Linked DNA regions of Sus scrofa: region 2 is linked to region 1. A link is a contact called in public HiChIP or PLAC-seq data. All regions are on one chromosome and are shown on one strand. The core of a region is the stretch at or near the end of the contact, and the rest is flanking DNA. Distances in the headings are between cores, read along the strand shown. Region 1 holds the start of CHST15 (carbohydrate sulfotransferase 15). Region 2 overlaps LOC106508296 (a long non-coding RNA gene).

Region 1 (6,643 bases), core at 1,776-4,275:
TCTGCTCCATACGTGTTTATCCCAGAGCCTTGCTGCAAGAGGCAGCAGCTTCTTGGGATGTGTTCTCATTATGGATTCAAAGCACAAGAGAGCAATCTTAGACTTGCAACACATGTCAAGCCTCTGATTCAGTCACATTCTTTAAAATCTCATTGTCTATAATACTGGGTGAAGACAGTCAGTCTCAAAGGGTTACACACCAGAGGATTTCCTTCGTACAGCAATCTCTAAGTGACAAAGTTATAGTAACAGAGAACAGATTGGTAACTGCAGGAGTTAGGTTTGGAGGAAGGGCCTGGCTTTTATGGTAAAGCACAAGGAGCTTCTTTGCAATGACGAAATGGTTCTGTATCCTAATGGAGGTGTCAGTTACTAGAATCTATACATGTGGTATGATGTTATATAAACACACACACACACAGAGAATACACTTAAAAACTGGTGAGATCTGGAGTTCCTGTCGTGGCACAGCAGAAACAAATCTGACCAGGAACCATGAAGTTGCAGGTCCAATCCCTGGCCGTGCTCAGTGGGTTAAGCATCCAGCATTGCTGTGAGCTGTGGTGAAGGTTGCAGATGCAGCTCAGATCTGGCATTGCTGTGGCTCTGGTGTAGGCTGGCAGCTATAGCTCTGATTAGACCCCTAGCCTGGGAACCTCCATATGCCGTGGGTATGGCCCTAAAAAGACAAAAGTCAAAAAAAAAAAAAAAAAAAAAAAAACAACCAAAAAACTTGGGAGATCTGAGTAAGATCTATACTTGTCTTTTTAAAATGTTTTTTATTTTTAATTTTATTTATTTATTTATTTTGCTTTTTAGAGCCACACTTGCAGGCATATGGAGGTTCCCTGGCTAGGGGTCACGTCAGAGCTGTATCTGCTGGCCTACACCACAGCTACAGCAATGCAGGATCTGAGCCGTGTCTGCAACCACAGCTCGTGGCAATGGCTGGATCCTTAACCCACTGATGAAGGCCAGGGATCGAACCTGAGTCCTCCTGGATGCTAGTCAGATTCGTTAAGCACTGAGCCAGGATGAGAACTCCCTTGAGTATTTTTTTTTAAATTTTAAAATTATAGGTGGAATTCCCATCATGGCTGAGCAGAAACGAATCTGACTAGTATTCATGAGACCCAGGTTTGATCCCTGGCCTCCATCAGTGAGTTAAGGATCCAGCATTGCTGTGAGCTGTGGGGTAGGTCGCAGACATGGCTCGGATCTGGCATGGCTGTTGTGGAGGCGGGCAGCTGTAGCTTCCATTCAACCCCTAGCCTGGGAACCTCCATGTGCCACAGGAGTGGCCCTAAAAAGACAAAAAAAAAAAAAAAAATTATAGTTGATTTGCAATGTTCTGTCAATTTCTGCTGTATGTACTTGGGTCTTATTTTACCAGCACCAACTTCCTGATTTTGACAAAGCCCTGTAATTCTGTACAGTGTTATCATCAGAGGAAGCTGGTGAAGGATACACTGGAAAGCCTCTGTACTATTTTTGCAACTTTTTGTGAGTCTGAATAATGTCAAAATGAAAAGCTAAAAATAAATAAATAAATCTCATGGTCTAAAGCAAGTCACATGACCACGTCCAAAGTCAAGGGATGTAAAGTACAATACCCCCATGGGGTCAATAATTCCATCTATTGCTTCCGGGGGTTATTATAGGTGCTAGACTGAAGCACAGGAAAGAGAAGCAACTTGCTTGAGATCACTCAGCTAGTGGGTATCAGGAGTAGGAGGTGAAATCCAACAATATAATTCCAAAAGGATGGAGGCCTAAGTGTGCATGTGGGGAGGAGACATTTCTTTGTTTCCTAAAATTCCCTGCATTTTTTTCAGCCATTAGTTGCCAATATCATGTTGGCACCAGCCTCAGATACACACCTATTTGTCTATCCGTCCACTTTTCACACCTGTCTGGCATTTGTGTTTATTCTCCAGAATAATAGACGCAAGGGCAATTCTTGGGTAATTTTTTGAAATTAATGCTGAGGGGGAAAATTGCCCTCCAGTTAACCTCAGGCATGTGTATAAATACCTTTAGAAAGTCCCTGGTGGAACTGATATCAAAGGGGTTCCGTGATGTTACTTGAAAACAATTTGTTCCGCATCAGCCATGATTTCTGATGCCTGAATCCGAAAGGGATCTGCGTGGGCCCTGTGCCATCTCCACAGCGGAGGGAGGTGTTTACTTGGAGGGGGGAGAGGAAAGACAGAGGTATGTGTGGCCTCGGAATAATGTTCCACACACCCTTACAGGAGGGGATTTCCTCCTCAGTTTCCACAGAACCTTCCCTGTGTTTGTTTAAACCCATTTGCACACTCCGGTCTGACAGCTGCCTGGCCCAGGGCCTTCCTTGCAGACCCACGCACAGCCAATCCTCTTTAACAGCACCCTGCACTGTGTCCCCCGATGCAATTACTTGAGTATATAAACCTCACTGAAAGGCAGGCTTTTCTTGGGAGCTAATAAATAAGCCCCAAAGCCACGATGTGTGTAAGACCTTGAAAAATGGCATCATCATCTATTGGGAATTGTGAGCCCTGCAAAAAGCAGCTCATTGTATTTTCAGAAAAAGGTTTTTGTTTAAAAAAAAATAATAATGAACCACCACCAAAAAACCCCCACCAAGTGAAGTCTATATGGAAAAAGCAATCTAGCCTGAGATTCTACGGCTGGTCTCTTTGCTGCATTAATCTTGCTTTGTAGTTTTTATGTAAGAGGCACTATTTGCAGGAAAACAAGATACAGTTTTGAAGAATTCCCCTCTTATGCCAGCTTCCCATCTGCAGTTATAATCCTCGGATTGTGACCTCTACGTTAGTTGCCATGGATGCTGAGCAGAAGTTTATGACCTCAGGGTGGGTTATAGTTTCTTGGGGGGGGGGTGAGAGAATGAAGCCTCAAGCAATAAAAATCAGGTTGGTTTTTTTTTTTTTTTCCCCCCCAGGATGAGAGGAAAGACACCCTCAGGAAGCATCCCTCATCAGTGTGCCAGCATCTGACACTTAACGGAGCACTTTCAGTTCCACTTTGGTTGCTTTGAGGACAAGATGCTGGGCTGTGGCCATGGGGACACCGGCAGGCAAAAGGCTCATGTGACTGAAGACAAGGGTTTTTTCCTGTCCCTTGGACCTGTTTCCTCAGAGGCTGGATCTTAGTGCTCTAAGCACTTCTTGAGCTGAGTCTTCCAGAATTCAAAGTGTCTTTTCTTTAACTGACGGTATGTATGTGCATTCGAAGGTCCAGAGAGGACCACTGCTGCCGCTTCCCTGACCTCGGGCAGCCCGGGTGGTTTCCTGGAGCAGCCACCCCGGGGCCACAGCGGCTGGGCTTGAGGTCTCGCTGAGCTTTCCCTCCCCCCGAAAGCAAACAGGCTGAAGAACCCGGGAGAGCCTTCTCAGGATGCAAAAATACAACAGAGGGCGCAGAACCCACCGGCTCCGTGGCCTTGAATATCAATGTATGGGCTGGCTCCAGACCGCCAAGTTCCTTAAAAAAATGTCTCTGGCAGGGTGTCACTGGCAGGCTTAGGGGTTTCGGTTTGCTTTTGCTATTTGGAATCAGCGCATCGCACAAACCGTGTTTACTTGGAAGGGGAGGGGGTGGGAACCAAACCCACCGCTGGGCGCACACGCCTTGATCTCACATTCCAGACTCGAGCTGATGTGTGTCCGCGCGACAGACATGGGGCGGGGGGAGGGCTCTCTTCGGATGTTTCATTCGCCATCCGCACGTCACTCCCAAACTTTTCCTCCCTGCGCTTGGGGAGTCAGGTTGACGTGCCCTGGATGCGGGGCTCGTGGCGCGGAGCTGGGCGCGCTCCCGCGGAGCTGGAGCCGCAGAGGCTCCCGGGCTGGAGTCTGGCTTCTCAGGTACAAGTTGGGTGCCCGGGCGGCGACAAGCGGCGCGGGTGGGTGTCTGGCTCCGGCGCCCCTCCGCGTTCCGGCCAGGCAGCGCCAGGGGCGGCCCGGGCTGGGCGTAGGGAGTCCCGGCCAGCGGAAGCTTCGCGCAGCCTCACTCCCCGTGGCGCTCCCGGCGCGGTGGCGGCGGCGGCGGCCCAGGCAGACAATGAACTTGGGAGCGCGCGGAGCCGAGGCAGGTTTGGGCCCCGCGACCCTCGGCCCAGTCTCCCCGAGGCAACCTCGGCCCCCAGCGGAGGGCGTCCTCTCGCCGCCGGTGCTGCCCGCGCTCCGGGCGCCCCGCGCGCAGGGGACCCCGCGGGAAGGGCTGCCCGGCGGCAGCGGCGGCGCCAGGGCTCGCACGCCCCCCTCCTCGACTCGGGAGAATGCGGTCGGAGCTCGGGGACCGGGGACCCGATGGTGGGGCGATGGCGCTGCGGACCGCGGGAGGCCGGCGGGGGGCGCACACCCCGGGGCACGCACGAGCCGGCTGAGCAGGAGAACAGCCCCAGGAGTCGGAATCCGGGCGGCGCGCTGCAGGCGGAGGATAGACGGACCCACAGCTCGGTGCTTTCTCCGTGTGAGCGCGGGTAGGGTGGGGGGTGGGGGGGATTCCCCAGCCACGCGCTCTGTTGCCCGGCGCACTTCGGGGAAGTTTCCAGGCGCCGCCTGGGGCAGGTAGGTGTGCATCCGCCACTCTCCCCGACTCGGGCTCCGAGCCGCCTCCCCGCCCCGGCTTCTGTTCCGCCGCTGCTTGGGGGAGATCGCGGGGGGGGGGGGAAATTGCGGTGGTGGTCCCAGGTGACAAAGCCTGAGGGACCGGTTTCCGGGGGTGGGGGCGCGGGGGCGGGCTTGGGAGGAGACGGGGGCGCGGCGAGGCCCGAGCCGCCTGAACTTTTGCTCCCCACCCTCTCCTCCTTCCTGTCCGCCCTCCGCCCACTGCCCCCTCGCAGCGCCGGGCCGCAGCTCCAGAGGCGGCGTGACTTTGGAGTAGCTGGCGCTTCGCGGTGGCGGCGGCGGCGTCCCCGGCCGGCCTGGGCGCGGCGAGCCGGGCGCTGCAGGTCTGAGCGGAGCGGCGGCGGGGCTGCGGGGGCTGCGGGGCGGCGAAGCTGTGGGGAGCCGGGGTGGCAGCGGCCCTGCGCGGGGGCGACGCTGCCGGTCGTGATGGAGCGCGAGTCTGCTGGGTTGCGTGTGCGGGTGGAGAGGACTCGGTGGCTGTGGGCGGATGGGGGGCGGGTCGTGGCGCAGTTGGCTCCTTTGGAGCCCCCAGGATCGCGGGGTGGAGGCGCCTGGAAGACGAGAACGTCGCCTTTGGGGGAATGAATGAAGAGCTGGGGAAGCGCCTTCCGACTCCTCCGGGCAAACGGATTGGCCGGCGCGCGCGCGCGTGTGTGTGCGTGTGTGTTTAGGATTCGGAGCCGCCACGGTCCTGGGCGCGGCTGCTTGACCGCCCCGTCGCGGTCCTGGTGCCCACGTTCCGCGTCCGCCCTGCGCCCCCGGGTCAGCTGGCGCGACTGGAGCGGCGGGTGTAGACGGAAGGCAGGGGCTCGGTGGCCGACTGTTGACAGCTGGACTCCCCGCCCCGAGTAGGGAGATTGGAGAAGGAGGAGGCAAAATTAGGACTGAGACCCACTCCTCCCGCCCCCTTTTTCCTGCTCCCCGAGGCTCTTCGCTGTATTCACATTGGGTGAGTTGATGGCACGGCGTTTTGGGGAGTGAAGTTGTTTCTCCAGGAAGCCCCGCAAAGGGATGTAGCGCGCCGTTCAGTGAGGCTGAGTGGAGACTTTCAGGGTTCACAGGGCCCCAGCTCCTCTTTATCAGCTGCGGTTCTTAGGTAGCCAGCCAGCCGGTGTTGGGGCAGAAAGGCCGCAAGGGGACATCTTGCAGCCCCTGAAACACCCAGGTGGAAACTGAGGTCTGGAGATTTGCCCCAAGTTTCTCTAGAATCTTTCCCACACCATTCTCTATGCCCACCCCAACGTGCACATTCAGGCACCCTCCTTTCCAGAACGTGGCATTTATTTTACCAACTGTGTGTTGAGTCAGGATGTCTTGGTTGGTACGTAAATACGTACAAGTTATATATGATTTTGTTTAAAATAACATGGGAAAATGCCTTTTAATTGGGTAGTTTGTAATCAGATACATGTTTCTCGTCAATAAGCCTGAAACGTTGGCAGGAAAATGTTCTTTTTGCCTCCTGCTGGGTGGGGAAATTGAGCCAGCAAGGTGAGGCGGCTCACCATCGTCTCCCTCTCGGTTCATAGGTGAACCCCAAGTGGAGCTGTGGGGCTCCTTTTCCCTCCAAGGTCCAGCTTCCCTGGAGAACCATCTTTAGAGCCCTGGAAGGAAATCCAACAATGTTTTTTTGTGTGTGTGTGTTTTCTTCTCTCCAGTTCAGTGAGCTACCTCATGGCGTAAAGTGAGCAGGTGAATTCATCCAGGATATTGTTTAGGGGATGGAGAGGCAGCTTTGTCCATAGTGGATCCCACCTGCCCCTTACTTTTCTTGGATGCTTAGATGGCCAGGGATCCCGGCACTGTCGCTGTGGCTGCCATGAGGGCTGCTGTTTCGCTGTGTTACTGTTGCCCCAGCCTGCACAGGTGAGGCATTTGGCTTTCTCCTTGCCTGAAGAAGAGATTTGTCCTTGCAGCTGGAAGAGCTATTGTCTGCAGGAAAGTTTGGGAGAGGTTGGAAAGTAGACTCTGCGTATTGGGTGTCTGGAGAAAGAGCAGAAAAGAAA
Region 2 (6,643 bases), core at 2,286-4,785, 130 kb before region 1:
TCAGTCATGTCTACTTGCTGAAGCTTCCATCAAATTCCCAGTGGGGACCGAGAGGATTGGAGAGCTTCTGCGTTGTTGAACAGGTGGAGGCGAGGGGGAGTGGTGCACCCAGTAGGCAGGGAAGCTCCTCGCCCCTTGCCCCATATCTTACCTTTTCCATCTCTTCCATTTGGCTGTCCATCTCTATCCTTTATCATACCCTTTATCATATAATAAACTGGTAAATATAAGTATGTCTTCCCCTGAGTTCTGCGAGCTGTCCTAGCAAGTGGTCAAGCCCGATTTGTATTAAATCAGTGGGAACCCTGATTTATAGTTTGTTAGTTAGGAGGCCTAAGAAGGGTGACCCCCTGGGACCTGCAACTGGCCTCTGAAGTGGGGGCTGTGTTGGGGGATGGACTAACCCTGGTTAGTGTTGGAATGGAATTGAATCATGGGACATCATCCAGGAAAACCCACACATCCAGAGTCAGAAGTACAGTGAGGGTGTGAATCGGGGGAAACACGGGGCTGTTTTTTCCAATGCAGCCCCCATGAGGCTGCCCGGTGAGGGGCCCGTGTCCTGGTTGGACAAACACAGGAAGCCACCACACTGAGCCTGAGGGCATCCGGCTTGGCCTGGAAACCTGTGGTCAGAGCCCTGCAGCTGAGGGGCTGCAGGTGCACGTTCCCCGGCTCAATGGAGGAGAGAAAGGGCTCTACTCTGTTCATGGCCTGTGCTCAGCCTGTGCTTCCTGCAGAAGCCCCCCCAGCACCCCATCCCCCCAGTACCCTTCCATCCTCTGGCCCTGAGCAAGTCTTCCCCCCGGAAGGCAGGTGGAGCCCCCCTCTCCCCCCACCCCTGGCCCACCCAACACGGGCTCCCAGCTCCCTGAGCCCATAGCACAGGTCCTAGCCAGGAAGAAGAGGCAAGTAGCTGGGGGGTGGGGGCAGCCTCCCATTCTTCCTCTGGGGGTCATTTCCCCCAGATGTCCAGTGAACTTGGGGCCTGAACCAGGATTGTGGCTCCAGTGCCTAGCATTCTGCTGGGTGACCCTGGGCCCACTTCCCCTGTCTGGGCCGTTGACGAAATGTCCCAGGCTCACCTCCCGCCCTGCAAGGAGGCCCTGCTGCCTCCAGCAGAGCTTCTCCATCCTGACTGGGAGTAGCAATCATTTGGATTTTTTTTTTTTTTTCCTTCTCTTTCTGGCTATACCTGTGGCCTATGGAAGTTCAAGGGCCAGGGTCGGACTCAGAGCTGCACCTGTGACCTACACCACAGCCACAGCAATACCAGATCCTTAACCCAGTGAGTAAGGCCAGGGATTGAAACTTCAGCCTTACTGAAACAAGGTTGGGTCCTTAATCCACTGAGCCACAATGGGAACTCCCCATCTGGATTTTCTTGAAATTCGGTTCTGACTCAGCAGATCTGGCGTGAGGCTGAAGTTCTTAAACAGCTCCCCCTGGGGACCGCTGGACCACATATTGAGTCCGAGGGTTTGTGGGAAGAATTCTGGCTGGTGGCAAGTAGGGACATCTGATCTTGCATGGCCATTAATTCAGCAACTTTCAAAGGACCTACTACGTGCCTGGAGCTATGCAGGCTCCAGGGGTCCAGGCAGGGATGGGTCAGCTCCTCCTGCTGGAGACTGTTGTCTGGTGATTATTGGCTGATCGTCTGTCCAGGACCACCCTGGGGGGGAAGGCTGCGATGTAGGGGCCTGTGTGAGTGCCATGGGATGGGAGGGGACACGTAATCACAGCTGGGAGAATGGCACGAGGCAGGGGATGGGTCTGGGAGTCACGAGGATGGGGCTGGAGTGATCTTACACAGGCATGGTAGCAGGAAGGGCTGCTGGGTAGGTGCAAGTTGGGGCGTGGAGGGTGGCAGGGCAGGTCCCAGCCACACCAGGGACCTCACAGTCTGTCCTCCAAGAGGGAAGGGCGGGAAAGGCACTTAAGCTGCCATGTGGTTGGTTTCAGGAATCACCCACTTGAAGGAGGGCAGGTGGGCAGATGGGGTGGGAGCCACGGGAATTCTCAACCTCAAGCCATTGCAGCAGCTGGTGGGAGCCCTGGAGCGGGCAAGGATACCCCACACCTTCTGGGCAAAGAGCGGGGCTGGCCTGCATCACCCCCAAACTTTGCTTCCATCATTATGTTGCTTCTCTGGATCTGCCTGTCCTGCCTCTCTCTGGTAAGGACCATTTTCCTACCTCTAGAATGACAGGGTTGACCTGCAAGTGCTCGTGTTAAGTCCTTCTTAGCCCTGCCCTCTACAGAGCTGTGAGGCGGGGAGGCCCCCAGAGGCCGCTAGACGGTCAGAGAGGGAAGGAAGCTGCTCGCCGGAGAGCCCTGGGGGCCAAGATGGCTGGCAGTTGGGACATGGATCGGGGTACTTAGGGACAGGTTGGCTGGCCTTTGGGGGCCATGTAGGCCCGCCCTTGAAGGACACAATCCTGGGGAGTCCTGGCTCCATCTGCTCATCATTTCACAGGCACTGGCCTAACCCCATTCGTAAGATGCCAGTGTTGCCCAGGCCGAGGGCTCATGGGCACCCACCATAATGGGAGGTCCAGGCTCAGACCTCTTGGCTCCACATCGTCTTCACTGTCTTTCTCCTCGCAAGGTAATCTTAGGACAGGCTCCTTCCCCATGTAAATGTCCTATTATTCTTTTAAGCACACAGTGGTCCACCAACAGGAACACTGCCCCAGGCAGAGGCTTCGAGACAGTCCTTTTTCCATCCCTCTTGGAAAGATGGAATGTGAAGACATGGCTTTAGAGAAAGCATGTCTAAGCAAACAGCCAGCCTGGACCAGTCCTTCCCCATCATGACCAGAGAAGGCCAGGGGCCGGCAGGCCTCTGTCCCCCCGAGTCCCCATCTGCTGGGTCAGCCCTGGGATGGCCCCAGTGGGGCAGCTGTCTCCACTCAGGCATCCTGCTGTGGCTGCACTTTTTCTTTCCAAGTTCAGCATCCATGGTAAACAGGAGACGCCAGATTTCTTTCCATCCTTCATCCCCACAAGTGTTGACCCACCAGACAGATGTTTTCCACTTGTCCTTCCTCCGCCCAGGCAGGGTGAGCTTTTGAATCAGGAAAGGAAAAATATCATTGCGGTGGGAGTCAAACGTCCTTACCCTTTAAAGGAACAAGTAGTGCATTTATGTGACGAATGCCTTCCAAGGGCGGCACTGGGACGCGATGGGGTTTGGGGGCGTGCTGCCCACAGGGTGCTCATGGTCTAGCGGAGAGATCCTTGCTATGGAGCAGCCTCCTGGGCACGTGAAGGGGGGATGGCACTGAACTAAAGGGACCTGGGGACTACCCCCCCCACTCCACCCCCGAGTCTTAAAGGGGAACTATGTGCTCTTTGGGGGAAGAAGGGTATCCCCGTAGGGGAACTGCATCTGCCAGACCACCACGCCATGAGGAAGTGGGGTGTGCTGGGGAGAAGCTGGAACTGGATTTTGGGTGCATGTGGCAGAGTGAGGCCAGATGGGGCTGGAGCCGGAGGCAGGTCAAGGCCTTGAATGGCAGCTGAGTCACTCGGGCTGCATTGCAAACGACAAGGGGGACCCCTGTAGGATTGGAGCAGGGGCGTCATGGGGTCAGACTCATGACTCAGTCGAGGGTGGGCTGGAGGCTGGTAGCAGGCAGAGAGGGTGTCCAGGGCAGAGGTGATGGGGGCCCCTGAAGGCCAGGGAGGGGAAGTGGCTTGAGAAATGCTGATGACATCAGAGCAAAATTTCCTCAGGGGCCCTGGAGTCCAGAGGAATGAGGGAGGGTCTGGGTGTGTCCTGAGGGGTGGTGGGTGGTGACGGGGAGAGGGAAGGTGTGCGCGCCTCAGAGCCCACTGGGGGTTCGGGGCCAGGGCTCCCTGCTCAAGCCTGGGCTGGGGCGGGCTGCATCTCGGCCTGGCCTGGAGGAGTGGGGTCCCAGACAGGTACCAGGGCAAGGACCTGGGAGTCTAAGTGCACAGACACATGCACACTCATGCACACTCAGAATGAGGAGGGGGAGATGATGGATCCTTGCTCTGAGTCAGCACTTCACATGCCCCATCGTTCTTGTTTCGCCCCACTATGCAGATGAGAACACTGAGCTTGGAGAGAACTCACTGCAGGCAAGGCTGGTGACGGACCCTCCAACAGGCAGCTGAGTGCAGAACTGCTGCCTGGCCGGGGCTCAGGGGGCAGACCCTGCCCATGGGTGACACTGTGGGCCTGGCCAGGGGGGCTGGCCTTTGGGTCTCTGGTGGCCTCGCACATGCCACACTGCCCACCTGACAAAGCTGTTCTCCCTCTCAAGCCAGCGCGAATGCCTGTCAGATTCCTCCCCGCCTGCTGTTTAACGGGCCCCAGGTGTGCGGAATTGGATCACACATAATCCTCGTTTATGACACCCTTCCAGAACTCTCCCCAAGACCCTCTTCCTCTTGCCTCCCTCGCTTCCTCCTTTGCTTTATTTTAATCTAATACACCCCAGTTCATCACCATCCAACGGGAAGCTGGACACTGAGGACTGTCTGCCACGCTGCTCTTCCCCTGGAGCCCCCTCCCCCTAGACGCCCCCCCGGAACCTCCCCCCGGACCCCCCCTCCGGGAACCCTCCTCCCCCACCCAAGGGAACTGACTCCATAAACCTGAGGTCTATCATTTCCTTGCTTTTCACTTTATCACATCTAAAGTAACCCCTCAAATATTTTTAACTTTAAAAAGGGTATTATGCTGTGTAATTTTTTAAAAAAGACTTTTTTAAAGAACGGTTTTAGATTAACCGAAAAATTGAGAGGCTAATATAGACAATTTGTATAATCTTTTGGGACTCCGCCCCCCCCCCCCCCGGTAAATTATTTTGCTATTTTGGAAAAGAGTTTGGCGCTGTCTAGTCAAGTCGAGCCTTTTCAAACCTTGCATACCAGCAATTCTTCTCCTCGGGATGTGGGAGAATAGTCTTAGCAGCATCGTCTCTTGTATCAAAATGTTGGAGACAGCCCAGATCCTGGTAACAGAAACAGATAAATAACTGCTATAAAGCATTAAAACTGGGTAAGAGCCGGCAATAAAATGATGGAGGACTCTTACCAATCTAAGAAAATAAAAGCAAGATTTTTATCCCCCTAGTCAGTATCCAGGGGACTTCAAAAGTTGTCCTAATATTTTGGGGCAAGTTCGGCCAAAGGCCACCCCTTTTGAGAACAGATGAGCAAAAGTCAACAGGGAAGGGTGGGTCTGTTTGCAGGCGGACCACCCTAGGGTGGGTTTGGAGCTTGGGGCACAGCCAAGTTGAGTCAAGATGAACGGGATGGAAAGTACCTGCAGAAAGTCATAATTTGTCCAGTTGAAGACTGGAGAGCCCGGGCGTGGGGTTGGGGTTGGGGCTTGGGGGGTGCTGCCAGGGCTGGAAAGAGAGAAACCAGCTCCGTGGGGGAGGGGCCAGGAGAGAAGGACCCTAAAGTTGGCTGAACAAGTATTGCAGTCACCAGAAAGGGGGCCCAGAGCAGGACGGGGACTTCGCCAAATGCTGCCCCAGCTGAACAAACTGTCCCTTAACCTCATCCAATTTCCACCCTCACCTAGCAACCTCATATTTTTCTCAAATAATTTTTATTAGAAAACAGTACATGCTTATAAAAGAAAAAAATTTAAAAATACCTAAGGTAGAAAGAAGGAACAAAAATCATCTGTGCTTTTACTACGCACGGTTCCATTCTGGAGAATTTCATTTCAGACTTTTCCATATACTAGTAATCACATCGTACCCATCATTTTAACTCAAGTCTTTTATCCAAACACATTTCCCATTATAAACCCTTTGCAGTCATCATCCCTTTTTTTTTTTTTTAGGGCCGCACTCATGGCATATGGAAGTTCCCAGGCTAAGCGTTGAATTGGAGCTGTGGCTGCCAGCCTACACCACAGTCACAGCAAGCCAGATCCAAGCCGTGTCTGTGACCTAACTACAGCTCACCGCAATGCTGGATCCTTAACCCACTGAGGGAGGCCAGGGATTGAACCTGCATCCTCATGGATGCTAGTCAGGTTCATTACCACTGAGCCACAAAGGGAGCTTTGTAGTCATCATTTTAAATTAATGTATCTGTTCATTGAGTTGGATCTCCCTCCCTTTCTCTCTGTCCCTCTCTTTCCTTATCATCCATCCATCCATCTTCCTATTATACCTACCTATCTATCTATTCATCTTTTGCACTTCCACTGCATAGAACATATTCATTATAGAATTAATGTGTCTATTCCAAAGGCTCTTCTCCATTGGCAGGCTATCTAGCTGTTTCTAGGATTTCACTATTATAAGTAATCCTGCCAGGAATGTCTTGGTGCAAAAAGCTTTTTTCCATATTCAAATTATTTCCTTAGGAGATATTCCCAGAAGTAGAATGATTAGATCAAAGAGTCTGAATATATTTAAGGCTCACGATACTTACAGCTAGACTGCTTTCTGAAAGTATGGCAGCAGTTCCCCCGCCTGCAGGCAGGTTATGATCAAGCCCACTTCTTTGCACCTTCGTATATGTTGAGCAATCTCATTTTTAAATAGCTCTGCTCATATCTGATGGCCAGTTTAAGGTAATTAGTGATTTCCCAAAAAAGAAAGACCCTACCCTAGAGTGTCAGGTCCTAGGAAAACTCTATCCT

Evidence for each region. HiChIP or PLAC-seq counts read pairs in DNA pulled down with a chosen protein or histone mark.
Region 2: an H3K27ac HiChIP or PLAC-seq map of alveolar macrophages shows a contact between it and region 1. The contact joins the enhancer-like site here to the promoter of CHST15 in region 1. A contact is called at or near these places in 5 of 47 Hi-C or Micro-C datasets (alveolar macrophages, heart right ventricle, liver and 1 more) and 2 of 2 datasets of contacts at active chromatin or transcription factors (alveolar macrophages and skeletal muscle).

Annotation. Positions count from the first base shown.
Region 1 is chr14:133,541,153-133,547,795 of Sscrofa11.1, reverse strand. It overlaps CHST15 (carbohydrate sulfotransferase 15), which reads left to right and starts at 3,025. Exons shown (of 8, transcript XM_005671541.3): 1 at 3,025-3,220.
Region 2 is chr14:133,671,078-133,677,720 of Sscrofa11.1, reverse strand. It overlaps LOC106508296 (a long non-coding RNA gene), which reads right to left. Exons shown (of 3, transcript XR_001305052.2): 2 at 4,906-4,988. Among named protein-coding and RNA genes, the nearest start is that of CHST15, 130 kb to the right of the region's middle. Within about 2 kb of position 3,535, at least 4 of the 83 cell types and tissues checked have an H3K27ac peak or open chromatin away from gene starts, as enhancers often do. A contact at or near this core is called in alveolar macrophages, where this site is marked.